2 separate regions of the Danio rerio genome follow, and region 1 is linked to region 2. A link is a contact called in public HiChIP or PLAC-seq data. All regions are on one chromosome and are shown on one strand. Each heading gives the region's core, a stretch centred on a gene start, on an enhancer-like site or on the middle of the called end of the contact. The rest is flanking DNA. Distances are from core to core; before and after follow the strand shown.

Region 1 (3,261 bases), core at 710-3,209, 200 kb before region 2:
TATTTATATGAAAATATATTATTACTAAATCATAAACAGTGCTTCCAACACATAGATTTTACTTGGGTGGGCCACCGAGGTATTTTAACGGCCGCCCAAGTATATTTAATGACACTTTTTTTTTTTATATAATTGACATGCTTTTACGTTTTTTTTTTTTTTTTTTGTATCCACCCAATATAACCAAATATCCGCTATCAATTAAATAGTGGAAAATCTTCTCTCGTTTACCTGTTCAACACTCCTACATACAGTCTCACATACTTTGCAGATCCACAAAGATGCACGTTTTTGGGATTTAAAAATTCATCCGGCCCGTGTTACTAAATATCCTAAAATGTCTGGGATTCAACTTTTGCTTTCACTTTCTAAAGCTTGTAAGCATTTTTGCATTACTCTTTTATCAAAGGCTACTTTCCGCTTGCTTCACAGCTGACAGCAAGCGCAGCCATGAGACCAAGAGAAAAAGTAAATGATAGTTTCTTTAATCTAAATGATTCAGAAAAACTTTACTATATACTTGGAGAGGAAGAAATAACTGGTCTAATGTGGCTGCAAAATATATGTACACCATTAGTAATGGTTATTGCATTTGCATTATTTATATAATCTACACGTTTTAATCTTGTAACTATATAAACTTTTAGAGATATTGTTTGTTTCATTTCTTTTTTGTCATTTATTTCTCATTAAATGATTATTTCAAGTTAATATATTAAATAGGCTATTTTATATACATATCTTAAAAGCTTTGGCATTCAAGTTTGCTTTGAGCTTGAATAAGAAAGAGAAGATTTTACCCTGTCAGTGGCTGCATGTGGCTTCTGAATAGCATTCTGGTGTTAGAAATAGTGGATTTTTTTTATTTCAACATTTTTTACTTCAACCTATTAAAAAGAAACAGTATAAAACTGTCATAAAAAATACAAATACTGTTAAAAATTCAATTATGTTTTGTTTGTTGCATATAGCTAACTATTTATGTCATTTAAGTAAATGGTCTGGTTTCAAACCTGTGGAAAGCACTAATAAAAAAATATATTGTGTATATATTTCAGACAGACATAAATTACCTCCTTGCAGATCATCACTGTCTTTCACACCGATGACAGACCCTGATATCATGTTGACATGTTGGGTCTGTTGGCTCAGGTACTCCTGAAAGTCCTTCACGAAATCCAGGGGTTCTGGCTTCTCCTCGCCCATTGAAGATCTAGAGTCTTCCACTGTGGTCAAACAGGCTGTAGCGTAAATAAAATATAACCAAACAGATGCATATACAAAAGAAAATCTTTGTAAAGCGACGCTTATATCAAACAACAACATTAGACTTTACAGGCATACTGTAAAGTGTGAATCCAATCGAACCCTTTACAATAACAGTCCCATGCCAGCAAATACAGTAAACAAAGCTGCAAAATCTTCAGCTCGTAAGTTCAAGCTGAACTTGTGGCAGTTGTAACAAACATTACTGAGTTGTATTAGTCTGACTGTTATTCAGTTGACAAGGTAACAGGCGTTGCTATAATAGCGAGTAACGTTGACGTCGCCAAGCTTTCCCAAGCATTATGCGATCATTTAACAACAATGAACAACAGTTACCTTTTCAAGGGTGTCAGCTGAATTAAAACCACACTCGGTTGCTGGATTTGTTGACTGACGACTCCGTTATTTAAGGAGTTTTTAGAAAAATCTGACCGAGAAAAGCTCCATGGTGATGCTGGACAGCTAACGTCAGCGAGTTAGCGCGACTGGATCAATTAAAACGGGATTTAAACGAGCTTTACATTTAAGCGGCAGCTGGACTGACGTCTTTTAAACATGCTCCTTTTGTCTTTTTGGACTGTGTCATTGGCGAATGAAGTGCAAAAACAACCTTTGGAGAGCCAAAATGATGCTATGCGCCATCAAAACAAAAGAAAACGTAGGGGTGAAAGTTCAATTTGGCGGTGCGCCGCTAAAATGATTCCGTCTTCGTTCCGATGGTTGAATATTTAGTTCCTGTGTGTCAGTACTTTGAAGAGCGGGTTGAATTCAAGTAATCCAACCTAGTATCCCCATTCCCCAAATGAGTGAATATAAAAGTGAGTTATATACATTTTCTGTATTTTGACAGAAATTGTAAAATGTACAATTGTCAAAACGACAAATATTTTTTTCTACCCCCTGATAAAACAAAAAAACAAAAAAACAAAACATGCGTTCTTTGGTAGTAGGCCTATTTAAACTAACTCACGTTATAAACTTATCTGATGCTCTATCAGTTTCTATCTTGCTAGTCTTGTAAATGACGCGGTCGTCGTCATCGACGAAAGGACAACGTTTTGATGGAAAAACAGCTGCACAAAAGGCTTGTATTTAAAGGTGGAGATTAGCTTGATGGTTTGTGTAGTTCTGTCGTGTCTGATAACATGACACAGTATACTGCTAAGAGATTACAAAGATGATTGGAAAGCTCACTTTTAGTCACTCAATGAGCAACGACTAAGCCTTTGATAAAATATTTTGTTTCCATCCTGTTACAAGGTACAATTTCATTCAGAAATTGCTAGCAAATTGCAACGTTTAGCTACAAAGAAATGGCAAGTTGCATTTAACCATAATATTTTAAAGTAAAAAAAAATAGTTAGATAGTCAAATAGATTTATCTTGTAAATCATACATCAGTAGTCAGTTTTTTCCATTAAATGCTAATTTAAAAAATTAGAATCTATATAAAAGTCATCCTTTTATTTTTGTTTTGTTATTCTGCGTGGCCAGCAGGGGGCGCTCAACCTGCAGTCTGTGTGAGACGTAATGCCCCAGTGGGGCACTGAAGAGGACACTGTACTGTCAGTGAGCACCGTCTTTTGGATGAGACGTTTAACGGAGGTCCTGACTCTCTGTGGTTATTAAAAATACAAAGACACTTCTCGTAAAGAGAAGGGGTGTAACCTCTGTTTCTGGCCAATTCTTTCCATTGGCCATTAGCCATCATAATCATCCCCATGCACTGAATTGGCTCCATCACTGTCCCTATAGCTGGTGTGTGGTGAGCGCACTGGTGCAGTTGTCCTGTGGCTGCCTTTGCATCATCCAGAGACTCCCCTCATGATTGTGAAGCACTTTGGATGTATGGTCATACACGATAAATGCGCTATATCAAAATATTACATTGGATAAATAATATAGAAATTCAAAATGATACTTTTTGCAAGACTCCTACATTTGAAATATTTCTTGAATTACAGCTTAACCATAAAAAATTGGTATTCATAACCA
Region 2 (3,174 bases), core at 653-3,152:
TAGACCTCGAATCCCCCCTTCGCTCTCTATTTCTCTATGTCTCTGCCGCTAGCTATTTCATTTGCTGTTGAAAAGAGCAGCTCTCAGTTAATCAGATTATTTTTCACCCTGTCTGGAAATTCTGATATGAATCATATATGTGATTAGAGATGATGATTTAAAATTACAATGTTCTTCTCTCCATGGTGAGAACAGAATGTCTAAGGCAGTAAAATTTGCTTTTCATTTTTACTCTCATACCCTCCAACATGTACTGTAAATGCCTTTTTCTTAAGCCAAAGATTTTGTTCAAACTGTAGTCCTTGGTGACTTATCAAATCAGTTTGATGACTTTGAGGGTCAACAAAAGTTGAGGCAACACAAAAAATGGCTGTGATTTGTGGTGATAAATTGTAAAAAGTTCTTCTATGCGGTTGTCTTTATGCGTCTCTCAGAGGCTGTAGATTAGAGATAATAATGCTGTGAATAATGTTTTGTTTCTTGCACAGTCATATCATTTGCTTCCCAATATGTCAATTCCTTTAATTTATTTTTATTTTTTTACTCTTAATCCTGGAAGCTACTGGATTGCATTTCACAAAATTATCAACATCCATAATTGCAAAAAAAAAAAAAAAATAAATAAATAAATATCCAGTAATGTGCAAATTATACATTGACGATTGGGGTTGGGTCAAGTTTTTCAGTTATGTTTGGTAATATGCCTCAGTGAACCAAAATTATCTTTTTAATTACATCTAATTTATTAATCAAACTTTTGTTTTAGAGTTGAGGGATATTGAGTGATTCTCAATGACATTTGTAATTATTGAATAAGTGATGACAGGTTTGCATTCCTTCACCTATTTGCATGACTATGAAAGATGGTACATATTTTTTAACTTACTGTTTAACTTCCATGTGGGCAAGTGTTTTAAAACATACAAACTATGCATTAAGTTTAATGGACACCTATAGTTCAAAAGCCTATTTTACAAGACACATGTATTGTGAACACTTATGCTGTCTGTTGGTGCTTAAATTGTTGGCGCAAACATGCATTCACAATGGTATGAACCATTATGGGGGAGGTCAAATGTATATTTACATTTTCTATAATTTAATTATTACTATTATTTAAGATACAGATCAGAGCAAACTATTTCTCAACTATTAAACTATTAAAACATCTACTTTTATGTTCTTCAGGGGGGATTAAGCATTAATTAGAGGGTCAGACCCCCAAACCCCCCTTTAATTTGCACCCTGGTATTCAGTATGTTCTGCTGAATTAAAAAAAAAAAAGTCACCTACATCTTATGGCCTGTGGGTAAATTGACAGCTAATTTTCATTTTGGAATGAATTATCCATTTAACAAGTGATATTTATGTCTTAGCCATGTGTGCGGGGATGCTCTGCTGTGGTATCCTATACTATAACTTCCATTTTTGATAAAGGTTTTTGTATACATGTCTTTGTGTTTTTTTTTTCATTGATTTGTAAATAAAAAACTAAATTCTGACCTCATATCATTCGCACTGTAGCATGTAAATACAGAAATATTAAAGTTTCAGACACAGTCTCATCCATGATATACAAATGTTAAAACAAAATATGCAAAAAAAGACTAATCGTGTTTCTAAATAAATGCATTCAGCTCTTCGGCACCTTTCAGACTGAAGCTGAGTGCGCAAGGCGAGCGAAGATAACATCGTACCACGAGACCCAGGGCTTTTGCCTCATCGTGACGTGAAAGAGTTCCCTTCGACAAATATAAACACTTTCTAAATTTAGTCCCCTCACTATTTTAATTCCCTGACGATTCCTTTGACGCTAGTCACGTGTGGGTATTTCGTGATAGCGTGTGGGGGGGTGGGGGTGACATTTTGACATATAAAGCTGCTTCAAGGGCGAATTCTGCATTAGAAGAGCGCACAAACCATAACTGCGCACTTGCGCGTGACATTCCTTCAGGGTTGTGAGGGAGAGCGGATTAAGCGTCCACTCCTGAAATCTCGCGTTCCAACTGTTTGGATGGATTGTGCCAACACTTCGCGGACTAAACGGTGGTTAGAGCTATGGGGAGCCGTCCATCGAGTAGCCGCGCGCCGCTGGATATCACGCCCGGGGATCTACAAGTTGTATTGATACAGTTTAGTTCCCCGTCATGAACTGTCCTGGAGTTGCACTACAAAGTTGGGGGCTTTAAAAGAGCGGGGAACATCATGCACACAGCGGAGCTCGCGCTTTCCTTTCTCCTCATCTTGATCATCGTAGTGTCGGTGCTGTCCAACGTGCTGGTGCTGATCTGCTTCCTGTACAATGCAGAGATACGCAAGCAGGTCCCTGGCTTGTTTATACTCAACCTGACGTTCTGCAACCTGCTTCTGTCCGCCTCCAGCATGCCGCTGACTCTTTTCGGGGTGCTAAGTAATGCGCACCCTGGAGGACACGTTTTCTGCCAGGTGGTCGGCTTTCTGGACACTTTCCTGACCACCAACTCTATGCTGAGTATGGCTGCGCTCAGCATCGACCGGTGGGTTGCAGTGGTGTTCCCTTTGAGTTATCATTCCAGGATCCGTCACCGGGACGCTGTGATCGCTCTGGCTTACACGTGGGTGCACTCGCTATCCTTCTCGGTGGTCGCCGCGTGTCTCTCCTGGGTGGGCTACCATCAGCAGTACGCTTCGTGCACGCTCTGTAACGGCAGGGCTGTTCATGCCAAGACGCAATTCGCGATTTACACGCTGGTGCTGCACTCGCTTACGTTCCTGCTGGTGTCGGTGGTACTCTGCGTCACCTATCTGAAAGTGCTCAAAGTCGCGCGCTTTCACTGCAAGCGCATAGACGTGATCACCATGCAAACCCTCGTACTGTTGGTGGACATACACCCGAGGTAAGGACATATACTGTGCGCATATACTGTTTTTTTTAACTGGTTTAACCACAGTCCAGATGCTTTACATTTTTTTGCACTACATAAAAAATAACAAAACACTACTTTTCTTTTTTCACTGTAAGGTGAACCCCAAATATTTTATGTATGCATCGTTGCAAATCCCCTTTCTGAAACCAAATACGGTGACGATGATGTAAGAATATGACAGCCTATTGTAGCTGTAAATTCATAGAAAACAATAAAAAGGCAAAGACAGGAAGGCCACACTCCATCAAAAATAGACAAATGCAACAGC

Evidence for each region. HiChIP or PLAC-seq counts read pairs in DNA pulled down with a chosen protein or histone mark.
Region 1: a contact with region 2 is called in an H3K4me3 HiChIP or PLAC-seq map of embryo, with 4 times the contacts expected there. The contact joins the promoter of ikzf5 here to the promoter of gpr26 in region 2.

What each region holds. Positions count from the first base shown.
Region 1 is chr17:23,220,178-23,223,438 of GRCz12tu, reverse strand. ikzf5 (IKAROS family zinc finger 5) reads right to left here and starts at 1,959. Exons shown (of 4, transcript NM_205601.1): 1 at 1,603-1,959; 2 at 1,074-1,226. The coding sequence starts at 1,206.
Region 2 is chr17:23,019,286-23,022,459 of GRCz12tu, reverse strand. gpr26 (G protein-coupled receptor 26) reads left to right here and starts at 1,902. Exons shown (of 3, transcript XM_021473117.3): 1 at 1,902-2,876. The coding sequence starts at 2,206. It also overlaps a transcript of ikzf5 not described here.